Regions from separate parts of the Zea mays genome. Here all the other regions are linked to region 2. A link is a contact called in public Hi-C data. All regions are on one chromosome and are shown on one strand. Each heading gives the region's core, a stretch centred on a gene start, on an enhancer-like site or on the middle of the called end of the contact. The rest is flanking DNA. Distances are from core to core; before and after follow the strand shown. Region 1 holds the start of LOC100275567. Region 2 holds the start of LOC103643584 (probable glucomannan 4-beta-mannosyltransferase 2). Region 3 has its middle 66 kb from the start of LOC100275567. Region 4 holds the start of LOC100284984 (pectinesterase-1).

Region 1 (2,700 bases), core at 134-2,633, 140 kb before region 2:
CGACGACGGGTGCTGCACCGGCCATGGCAGGCTCCAAGCTCCGGGAACCATGCAGCCCCAGTAGGCCGGTGCGGCCGGGTAGATCGGAATCGCGATGCCCTGGGGGAAGTACGCCGCCGGAGCTGGGGCGCAGCTGTACGGCGGCCACACGGTTGCCCCGCTGCTGTTCATGCTTGCTGGGCCTGGGTGCTGCTGCACTGACCCGTCGTCTGCGTTTGCTGCAGCTTCGTCTACAGAAGACCTGCTGCCGTTGCCGTCCCTGCTGCTCGATCCTTCGCTGCAAGGGCGGCCCGCGTCGCCGGCGCTCCTGACCGGGGCCAGCTGGTGGCTCAGCTGCTCGGCGAGGTCCAGGTCCAAGCGGGCAGCAGGAGGCGCGCCGCCATGGCCCCCGAAGCTGAGCACCGTGGCGTTGGTCGCCCGGACCCTCTGGAAGAAGTGCGAGGCGGCGGCGTTCTTGTTCTTGCGGCGGCCGGCCCCCACGGGCACGTTGCGCATGGCGCCACCGGCCGTCCAGTACCGCTGGCAGTTCTTGCAGAAGTGGCGCGGCTGGTTGACGTTGTAGTTGTTGAAGTAGCAGAACTTGGTGTCCATGCTGTTGCAGCGCGGGCACGGCAGCACCTTGTCGGGCTTCTTCAGCTTCTCCCTCTGGCCGGCAGCATCGCCGTCGCCGTCGCCGTTGCAGGGCCTCTGTTGCGTCTCCGTGGGGTCCTCGGCGTCCACGACCTCCGGCTGCGGGGACGGGTCGGAGGTGTCCGTGTGCGCGGGCGCGGGCGCGGTCTCCAGGCCATGGGAATCCTGATCCTGCTCGGTCCACCTGTTGCTCTTGCTCTGCTGAAGATCCTAGTAGAAAGATAAAATTTCATTTGATCAGCTCCCGTACGTACATGTCGGAAAACAGTTGTAAAATTTGGGATTTCATACGCCTTAATTGCACACAAGGCTACAGATCTACCGGTTGTGTTGTATCATAAACAAGAGAAGTAAAACAATTAATTAAATGAACTGAAGACAGCAGGAAAACAATTAATTAACACAGCAAACAAGATTATTTATGTATAAAATCGTCCAACCTTGGCGTCGCCGCACTCCGGCACGGGGATGGTCATCCCGAAGAGCTTGATGAGAAAGTCCCCTCCTCCTGCTGCTGCTCCTCCTCCTCCGTGGCACTCGGCCACCATCTTCTTCTCACTCGGATCCAAACAAACAGAAAGCTCCGGGCCTGCTGCTTTCTTCTCTTCGGCAAGCTGCTGCAAGCCAACGACGAACGAAGCAGCACGCTAGGCAACAGACGGCCGAGCTCACTTCACTTGTAGCCGGAACCGGAAGAGACGAGGAGGCCGGCAAAAAAGGGCAAACAAACGAACGGATGATATCTGCTCTGGCCTGGCCGTGGGCGGCAGGGGAGGGTATAAGAGGGGAAGAAGGTGGGTGGGGGCCACGGCGAGGGGCGCACAGCCACAAGCTCGTCTTGTGGCCTCCGGGCTGCGTTATTTGATTCTCCTCCTCGCTCGCCCTTCGCCTTTTTCGCCCCGCGCGTCGCCGTCGTCGGACACCTGGCTGTGCCTTCCCACGCTGCCACGATCGTTTCCTCTTTCTCTTTTCTTTTTCTGCCCACAACCACAACACAACGTGCACTGCAGAGCGAGGACGTGTGTAGTGTAGGCAGCGGTTTCGCTAAAGCTCCCCCTAGGTTGTATATATGTTATAGCAGTTGTAATGCTATGGGAGCTGGAGGCGGTGAGTGAAAAATTAGTGGCCTCGTTAGATTGCTCACGGATAGTGATGCCACCTGTTTGGTTCACGGGTGCCACCTGTTTGGTTCCACCTGTTTGGTTCGAAGCCCGACACTATTTTAGCCCAGCACGAAATCGGCCCGACACAGTGGACATTGGGCTCGGGCCGGCCGGCACGGCGACCGTGCTGTGTTTGGGCTCCATGGTCGGCACGCCGTGCTCGGCCCGGGTCGGCACGCCATGCTCGGCCCGGCTCGACACGGGATAACAAGTGGCACGAAAGCCATCCCGACTCCCCTGCTCCCCCTCTGCATATACGCGGCACAGTCCACACCCGACTCCCCCGACACCCCCATACTCCCTCATTGCATCCGTTGTGGAAACCCTAAATCCCTCTCCCTCCTCTTCTGGCGGACGGTGAAATCGCCTCTCCAGGCTCAACTGCCCGACGACGGCGACGACCGACGCGTGATGGTTGCCAGCGACTGCTTGTTTGGACATCTATAATATCGAATCTCCTCTCTTTCCCCTCATCTCCTCTCATCCCCTTCCATACTCTCACATCCCGAACCCTAATCCCCATCCTAGCTTCCTCTTAGCCCAACGACGGTGCTCCTCCTCCTCGCGGTGGTGCTCGCAACCACTCGGGCGTCTCAAGTGCTCCTGCTACATAGGTGAGTTCTTACTCTTTGTATCGTGCTCCTCCTCCTCCTCGCATTGTTGTTCTTTTCCAGATCTTCTTGTTCTTTGTAGGTATCATTCTTGTGAAGGTGCCGCTTAGACGTCGAGGGACCAAAGTCGCTGAAGAGGAGCTGGACAGACAGTGGGGGTTTCGCTGGTCTAGCTTTCTATGGCATGGACGATGATATTGATCCGGCCGTTGTGGAGGAGGAGTACCGGCTCAAAGACCATAACGAATAAGAGGATGCTCTGGCCTTGTTTGGTGGCAGTGCTGCCATCAACATCG
Region 2 (2,700 bases), core at 129-2,628:
CAAAACTAGCGCAGATGGCATGGGCGGTTGTTGGTGGAGTGCGGCAGATGGCGAGGAGGTTGTTGACAGCTTGGGGATGAGGATAGAGGGGGCGGGGGTGGGCACAACATGTATAGGTGTACATTTGGGTCGGGCCTGATGGGCCGGCCCGAAGCACGGAAAAAAAGCACGGCCCAGGCACAGCACGACCCGAAATAATTTAGTGCCGGGCCGGCACGACCCGTTATATCGGGCCGGGTTTGGGCCGAGGTCACGGCCCATGGGCGGGCACGGGCACGACCCGTTTAAGGCAGGCACGAAATGGCCCATATAGAGGCACGAAAAGGCCCATATATTTATTAAAACCACACTTAATTTCACACTTTCATATACTTGATAAAGAACATAAAGCTAGAGATAATGCTAGTTAGATATTTTTTGTAGCTTTGAATTAGAGTGTGTGATGTAATTTTTGCTTTTGTTATGAACATTAGACAATAAACTGAACTTACGAACTTTGTATAGAGCTGGTTATACTCTTTTTCCTTCTAACAAATGATTTATAAATGAGGTAGTCATTGCATAGCTGTGGTAACTTTAATTAATACAAATATTAAGTTTGATTTTGTTCAAATTTATTTGTCTTATCTTTTATTTGTTTTATTATTTTTTGAATTTAGGGCTCTAATGTGAATTTCGGGCCAAAAACTGAATTTCGGGCCCTAATGTGAATTTCGGGCCAAAAATTGAATTTCGGGCTTTTATAATTTCGGGCCGCCCGAAATGAGCCCGACACGTTTAAGCAATTACGGACCGGGCCGTGGGCCGAGGGCTAGGCCCATGGGCCGGCCCGGCACGGCCCAAAATTCAAACGGGCCGGGCCGGCCCGAAATTCAAATAATACGGGCCTTTTCGGGCTTGGGCCGGGCCGGGCCGGGCGGCCCGAATGTACACCTATAACAACATGCAGTGGATGGACGGGATATTGTTGTGGGTGGATGGACGGAGGTTTTTGGTGGTCAGGGTTGGACAGGACATAGGCAGAATCAGGGGAGGCATGCTACCTCTTGTAGTTTTAATAAGTAGTAGACAAGGTAGTTATGTGAGGATAACAAATCAAAGATCGTGACTCTATAAACTGCCCGAAAATAAAATAAATCTGCTGCTCCGCAAGTTAGATCATGGTATACGCAAAAAAGGAAAAAAATTATAAGAAACAATACACTTTAACCTGACTAACAGGCAACGGCCACCCTATCTACTGCTCGGGCCGCCCATCCCCTCGTTATGGGCCAGTCACTATTCACTCGTGAGATCTCAAACCAAACACCGAGCGGGTATGGTCCAGGCAAATCGAGCCCAGCCTATGTCATCGAAACAAGAAAGATCGTATCCCACATGTACAGGAAGCGCATTCCATTCCAGCGGGAGCGGGGGACATCCGTCCTGGCAACTTTCCCCACATCCAATCCAAAATGTCCTCCCTCCTCTTCCTCGATCGCGTTGCGGGCCGCTCGCTCTCAGCCACCGCCATCCACACCACAGACCCCAGCTACCGCTACCGCTACCACCACCACCACCACCACTACTGGAACCCCCCTCCCTTTCAATACAAAACAAAAAAGCGCACGCAGGCAGAGCTGCTGCACGCGGCGCACGCACTCCCACTCCTCCCGTTCCGTCCGCTCCAAGCAAGGCACCCCCATCCAGATGGCGGCCTGGGCGGTTCCGGCGCTCGCGGCCGCTGCGTGGGCGCTGCGGGCGGCGGTGTGGGCGTGCCTCGCGGCGTCGGCGATGCTCGTCGCCGAGGCCGCGTACATGGGCCTCGCCAGCCTCGCCTCCGCCGCCGCGATGCTGTGGCGCCGCCCGGACGCGAGGTACCGCTGGGAGCCCATGCCCGGAGGCTGCGACGTCGAGGCGGCCACTGGGGCGGACTTCCCCATGGTGCTCGTGCAGATCCCGATGTACAACGAGCGGGAGGTGGGGAGCGTTCTACTTTTGGGCACAAGCTACATGTGTTGTGACCTGATTAATTGCTGGCCCATTTTCTCCCTGTTACACGTCGCGGTCGCTAGATTGTATAACCGTAGGCAGTATGCGGCGTTATGAGTTTATTCCGAGGTTTTTTTTGGACGTGGATCATGCTGATATTTTCTGAGCATTTTGGGTCCAGGGGTCCTTCCTCCTGTTTCTGAATGAGATGGGAAGTTTATTATGGATTCAAAGGAACAAGTCTCTCGATGTGTTTGTACTGTACTTTCTCAACTCTCAAGTCGTAAGGTGGAGCTAGTATCAGAAATGGGCTCCACTGTTTACGCGTACGCTCCTTTGGTTAGTGCAATCATGATACAAGTGACGGCATTGTGGTTCAGTTATGAAATGAAACCTGAAAAATACCATGGGCGCCTAAAGAAAGGAAAAGGAATCCTATTAATGAGGACAAGTGGAGCACAATGCAGTGTCTGCTCGAGCTATCCTAGTGTCAATTAAAGGAAACCAGTGGTATTAAGATGGATGGGGACAGTCTCGTTTTCCTTGCTGTACTGACACTGTCACTAATGCATGATTAGTCTTTTCTTTGCATTGCTGGCAGTAGACTAACAACACTAGAAAACCGTAGTTTTCCTAGATGTCTGAACAATGTTCTTGTGCGTCTTGCAATGTTATAGAATTTGACACCGGATCATTGCAATGCTTGTTTCTTTGTACAGGTGTACAAGC
Region 3 (2,784 bases), core at 228-2,727, 200 kb before region 2:
ATTTTTTTTTCTGGCGGTCAGGAACCACCAAAAATAAGCCTAAAGCAGCCGAAAATAGCTTATTTTCGGCGGCAAAGGCCTTATTTTCAGTGGCTTCTGTCCGCCGAAAATGACTGTAGCTCTTGTAGTGCCACATGTTAGTGTTCTGTTGAAAGGGAAATGTGCCCTTGGGCAATTTCTATTATATTTTGGTGATTAAGTGCCCAACACATTTAAATAAGTTCTTATATGCTAAATGAAGAGAGAAGTGCAAATCGAAGAGAAGGTATGTTTCTAGACTTAGTACATAGTTTTAAGTACTAATATGTTTTATCTAAGTGCTAGAAACAGTGAGAAGAAAAGAATTGCAAATGACTTGGCTTGGTGCAGCCGAAGTCCTGCTCGGTCTGGCACACCGAACTGTCCGGTGGTGCACCAGACAGTGTCCGGTGAACATGCCACTCTTGGGAAAAATCGGCGGCGTATGGCTATAATTCACCGGACTGTCCGGTGGTGCACCGGACTGTCCGGTGAGCCAACGGTCGCCAGCGCAACGGTCGGCCGCGCAATCCACGGGCGACGTGTGGCCCACGCCAACGGTCGGTAGGGGGCACCGGACTGTCCGGTGTGCGCCATCTGGCCCGGAGATGCAACGGTCGTATGCGCTAGAATAGGAAGGAGATCGACACCGGACCGTCTACAGTGACTGTCCGGTGGCGCACCGGACTGTCCGGTGCACCACCCGACAGAAGGCAAGGATATCCTTCCTTGTTGGCCTCCAACGGCTCCTAGCTGCCTTAGGGCTATAAAAGGGACCCCTAGGCGCATGGAGGAGTCACCCAAGCTTACGAGAAACATTCTAAGACTCCAAGACTCCAACTTCGCGCATTTGATTCCTTGATATAGTGACTTGAGCTCCATTTGAGTTGTGAACTCCGAGAGTTGTGTTTTGAGCTCAAGTTGTGACTTGTGTGCGTGATTGTGCTGTGATTTGAGTCTTGTGTGTGTTGCTCTCCCCTCCCTTACTTTTGTGCTTCTTTTGTGATCATTATTGTAAGGGCGAGAGGCTCCAGGTTGTGGAGATTCCTCGCAAACGGGAGAAAAGACTAAGGAAGAAAGCCATGGTATTAAAGTTGATCATTGGATCACTTGAAAGGGGTTGAGTGCAACCCTCGTCCATTAGGACGCCACAACGTGGAAGTAGGCAAGTGTTACTTGGCTGAACCACAGGATAAAAATTGCGTGTCTCTTGTGTGCTTTCTCTTTGATTGTCTGTGTTCACAAGAGCTCGTTTCAAGCCACTTAGCCGTTCTAACTTTAATAACTAAGTTTTGTGGCTATTTGAGTTGAATTTTATTGGATCACCTATTCACCCCCTCTAGGTGCTCTCATCTGTGTGTGTTGGGTGGGTATTGAGGATGTCGCTAGGACCCCATAGGTCTGTCGATGTGTGAAGACAAGTGGTGTACGAGCGTGGCTGGAAGACTGGCTAGTGGGGCCCACATATCGGCGCGTGTCCTAGGTTGAGATGTGCGGACGAGCAAGGCTGGCATGGTGTGGGCTGGCTGGAGATGGGCTTCGCGGGTGCGGGGATCTAGGCCGGAAGGTGGAGAAGCTGGCCCAGGAAGGTAAGAGCTCCTTTTTATTTTCTATTTCTTATTTCTTTTCTAATTTCTATTCTTTCTGATTATGATAAAACTTGAATTACAAATTCAACATAATGCACACTCAAAATCTATCATGATGCAATATATATAGCATCACTTTTTCCTTTTTTGTACATGATGAAGTAACTTCGTGTGCATTTTTTGGGTGCGATGGTATTCATTAGTGGTTCGAAATCTTCGGTAATAATTGAACTTTCGCCAGTAATAATCGAGTATTTCTTCAGTAATAAACACACGATTTTCAGTTAAAAAAACAAGCTTTACCTTTTCTCTATAGTACTCAGGAAAAACTATCGGTAATAAACACACGTTTCTTGAGTAACAAGCCATACGTTCTTGCGGTAATAAACGTGTGATTTTGCAGTAAAAAACAAACTTGATGTTTTCTCTGTAGTGCCCTAAAAACTGTCGGTAATAAACGCACGTTTCTTGATTAAAAAACCGAATGTTCTTTTTGTAATAATTGATCGTTTCTTTGTAGTACCGAAAAAACCGTTAGTAATATCCAAACATTGCTTCAATAATAACCGAACATTTCGTAAATAATAATCCGAACAATTTCCCTTCTGTTTGGTAGTATAAATAAGTTCACAAAACCCACGCAAGGGAGAGAAATGTATGTGTTTTTTACATCCCATCACATTAGGAAGTTGTACTACATATGACACAAATAATATTGTTTTTAACGATTTAGGGCTGAGCTAGGCACGTCTTGAAATGGGAAGAGCGACGGAGGATCATACTTCTCTAGGGTAATAGGGAAATGCCTTTTTTGCTTTGTTCATGAAATGAAACAACATGGAGTAGAGGATACGTGCCCTGAGCAAGATGTTGTTGTACTTTTTCCTGCGAAAAAATAACATACAACATAACAATGGTTTGTCAAATCTAAAAATATTACTGAATGATATATATGTATCCAGTACAATATCTAGTTGTTACTTAGCAATATGTAGTTATTACTGTTCAATCTATAGTTAGTACTAACCAATCTATAGTTAGTATTGAACAATATGCATGTAGTTGGTACTGAAGTTCTAAAAATACTACTTACTAACATCAAGTTTATTAATGATCAACCATATATAACTGTACATCATGAAGTTATTATTGATTAGTATAAATTTATTATTGTACA
Region 4 (2,700 bases), core at 98-2,597, 150 kb after region 2:
GTTTCCCGTAGTGTAAGTATAATGTGTCCTGTTAAATTTTGATTAGAATTAGAGTTTCCAAATGTTACTAAAAATTATATCTGTGGTTGTTGTTGAGTCAGGAGCTAAGGAGACAGACGTACGTACTTGCCAACCGAGGAACCGGCAGTTGTAGAAAGCACACCTATCTGCGGTTACCCGGACTGCAACGGCCTGCCCAGAGCCCTGTGATCATGACTAGTTAGCAAGCACACATCAACTTCCGATCCCATGATCATCTGTTTCTGTTTGTGCCAGGAGAACAAGAAGCGTAGAACCAGTACCTGGGGAGCTGAGTTCTCAAACGTGATATTCTCTGCAATGAAATCTTCCCCCTCAATGATGAACGTACCACAGCCGAATGTTCCAGTTCCTATAACCCTGGATGACTTTATGAGAGAAAAAGAAAACAGCAGCAGTTCATCGTTATGAGATATGTAAATAAGAATTAGTCAAAATATTAAGCACATTTCGAGGAATGAAATTGGTGAAACCATGCAGGAACAGTTTCTTGGTTGTCTCTATATATATGCATATGCACCAGCAGTATTGTGTCTGCTTTTAATGTGAAGACACATGCATCTTATGATAAAACTCCAAACATCTGCATGACTTTGATCAAACTATGTGGCGGAAGCTAAGAAAGGTTTACGTTAATCAGCTCAGCTAAAATCCGATCCTTGGGACCTACTAATCATAGCGACCGTAGCACATGCACACAAGCCTGTCGGGCATTTCGTCGAGCTGGACGCAGGCAGGCGGAGAAGGGAGCAGACGCCGCGGCGTACCTGCGAGTGCCTGATGCGCGTGGCGGTGTTGTCCCATGACACGACGGTGGCCTCGGGCGAGGCCCCCGCGACGGTGATGAAGTTCTTGGTCTTGGCGACGTAGACAGGCTCCCTGTAGACCCCCGGCGCGAGGCGGATGACGACGCGCGCCCGGTTGCCCAGCGGCACCGCGTCGACCGCCGCCTGCACCGTGGGGAAGGATTCCCCGTCCCCCTTCCCCGGCGGTGCCACCTTCAGAATCCGCCGCACCGGCTGCTGCTGCGCCATAGCAAGCTAAGCAATGGGAAACGGGCGGGGCGGATCGGTGGAAGACGAATTCGGCTTGGCGCGCGTGGTTGGTTGGTGTAAGAATCAGGCAGGCAGGCAGGTGTTGGAGCCGCGTGGACCAGCGCCGACGGGAGAAGAGAAAACCGGCGGGGCAAGGGCTTAAATAAGCGGCCGGTCAGCGGTTTTGAATCCACACGGCCACACACCAAAGAACAGAGGTGCGCTTCTGTGGGCGGTGGGTGCCGTCAGCCAAACTTTGCGAGGAACATTTTCTTCCAGCCGCTTCGTTCCAACAGCTATTAGTTCAAACAAACCGTTGACGGGATCGGCTGACAAGTGGGTCAAATTTTGTTACGAGGAGATCAGCGTGTGAATTCTCGCTAGCCAACAAAAGTGGGAAGAATCCACAAAACAACACTAGTTTGAGACAGTATTTAGAAAATATCGCTCGTTTTCCAGCAATTCAAAAAATAGTACCAGTTTCATTAAATAAATTTAGAAAACTACACTCCATCTATATTATTCATTCTTTTATTTTCACCTCACTAGCAAATGGACCAAATTGCCCCTATTTTCCACCCTTGTTTTTTTTCTATTTTATCCATAAGAACGACATAAATGTATACAAATATATGAGCTCTATTTCTATATTATTAAGCATGGTGTTAAACATACAAATAAATTAAACATAGATATTCTATAAAGGACAACGTCTAGCTTTAACCGTTGAATTTTAAAACTATATTTTGGGATAGAGGGAGTAATTTTTATAGAACATATAAATTTTTTGAATGATACAAATGATTGATGTTTTTGAAAAAAAAACACGTCAAATAAAAAAAGAATGGAGGGAGTACAGTCGAAGACCTTGCTGTGAACCAAGTATGTTTACTTTTAATAGTTTGATGCTGAAGATACCTGTGTTTGAAGTTCAACGGTTAAATCTAAGCTTCTTCCTTCGTAAAAAAATATGTGCCTATTTGTATGTTTAACACTATAAAAATGGAGCTCATATATTTTATCTATTTATGTTTTTCTTATGAACAGAAGAGGTAAAAAATATGGTTGTGAAATGAATAGGGGTAATTTGGTCCATTTGTATGTGGTGTAAGTAATAAAGGAATGCAAAATATAGATGGAGTGTTGTTTTCGAATTAATTTAGTGAAACATGTGTTGTTCTACAAATTGCTTGAAAATAGATGCTATTTCCTGAGGCCTCGTTCGTTTCCAGAGGATCATCCCATTCCAGGCCTTGTTCCGGGTGGAACGAATGGGCCTGGTTTGAAATTTGGTAGAACTTATTTATATTGTTCGTTTCAGCCCGAATTGGAATGGAAACTGACCCGGATTAAAATTTTCCTTCACCTCACGGCCCGGAACCAACCCTTGTGTGGTACCCTCCGGATCGAAGCCTGGACACACGCGACCGACGCGACGGCGGCTTTGACGCGACCGGCACGGCGGCGACGCACAGCCCCGACGACGACCCTCCCTGCTGCCTTCTCCCCGGTGAGGATCTGCTCTCTTCCTTTCCTCTCCTATCCTCTGCTCTCGCTGCCCCAAACTCTCGCCCTCGATCTCGCTCCTCTCCGCTGTCGCACCGCGTTGGTTTTTGCGTGTTCCATC

Evidence for each region. A called contact is a pair of places that touch in the nucleus more often than the background predicts.
Region 1: a Hi-C map of leaf shows a contact between it and region 2, with 6 times the contacts expected there. The contact joins the promoter of LOC100275567 here to the promoter of LOC103643584 in region 2. A contact is called at or near these places in 9 of 25 Hi-C or Micro-C datasets (bundle sheath, ear, endosperm and 2 more) and 1 of 3 datasets of contacts at active chromatin or transcription factors (leaf).
Region 3: a Hi-C map of leaf shows a contact between it and region 2, with 7 times the contacts expected there. The contact joins the enhancer-like site here to the promoter of LOC103643584 in region 2. A contact is called at or near these places in 7 of 25 Hi-C or Micro-C datasets (bundle sheath, ear, leaf and 1 more).
Region 4: a contact with region 2 is called in a Hi-C map of leaf, with 3 times the contacts expected there. The contact joins the promoter of LOC100284984 here to the promoter of LOC103643584 in region 2. A contact is called at or near these places in 2 of 25 Hi-C or Micro-C datasets (leaf and tassel).

Annotation. Positions count from the first base shown.
Region 1 is chr1:248,390,395-248,393,094 of Zm-B73-REFERENCE-NAM-5.0, reverse strand. LOC100275567 reads right to left here and starts at 1,383. Exons shown (of 2, transcript NM_001371655.1): 1 at 1,071-1,383; 2 at 1-840. The coding sequence starts at 1,178.
Region 2 is chr1:248,254,236-248,256,935 of Zm-B73-REFERENCE-NAM-5.0, reverse strand. It overlaps LOC103643584 (probable glucomannan 4-beta-mannosyltransferase 2), which reads left to right and starts at 1,378. Exons shown (of 9, transcript XM_035964290.1): 1 at 1,378-1,959; 2 at 2,691-2,700.
Region 3 is chr1:248,456,099-248,458,882 of Zm-B73-REFERENCE-NAM-5.0, reverse strand. No RefSeq gene overlaps it. Among protein-coding and RNA genes, the nearest start is that of LOC100275567, 66 kb to the right of the region's middle. Within about 2 kb of position 1,477, at least 17 of the 20 cell types and tissues checked have an H3K27ac peak or open chromatin away from gene starts, as enhancers often do. A contact at or near this core is called in bundle sheath, ear, leaf and 1 more, where this site is marked.
Region 4 is chr1:248,107,292-248,109,991 of Zm-B73-REFERENCE-NAM-5.0, reverse strand. It overlaps LOC100284984 (pectinesterase-1), which reads right to left and starts at 1,347. Exons shown (of 6, transcript NM_001157879.1): 1 at 807-1,347; 2 at 303-407; 3 at 127-204; 4 at 1-28. The coding sequence starts at 1,073.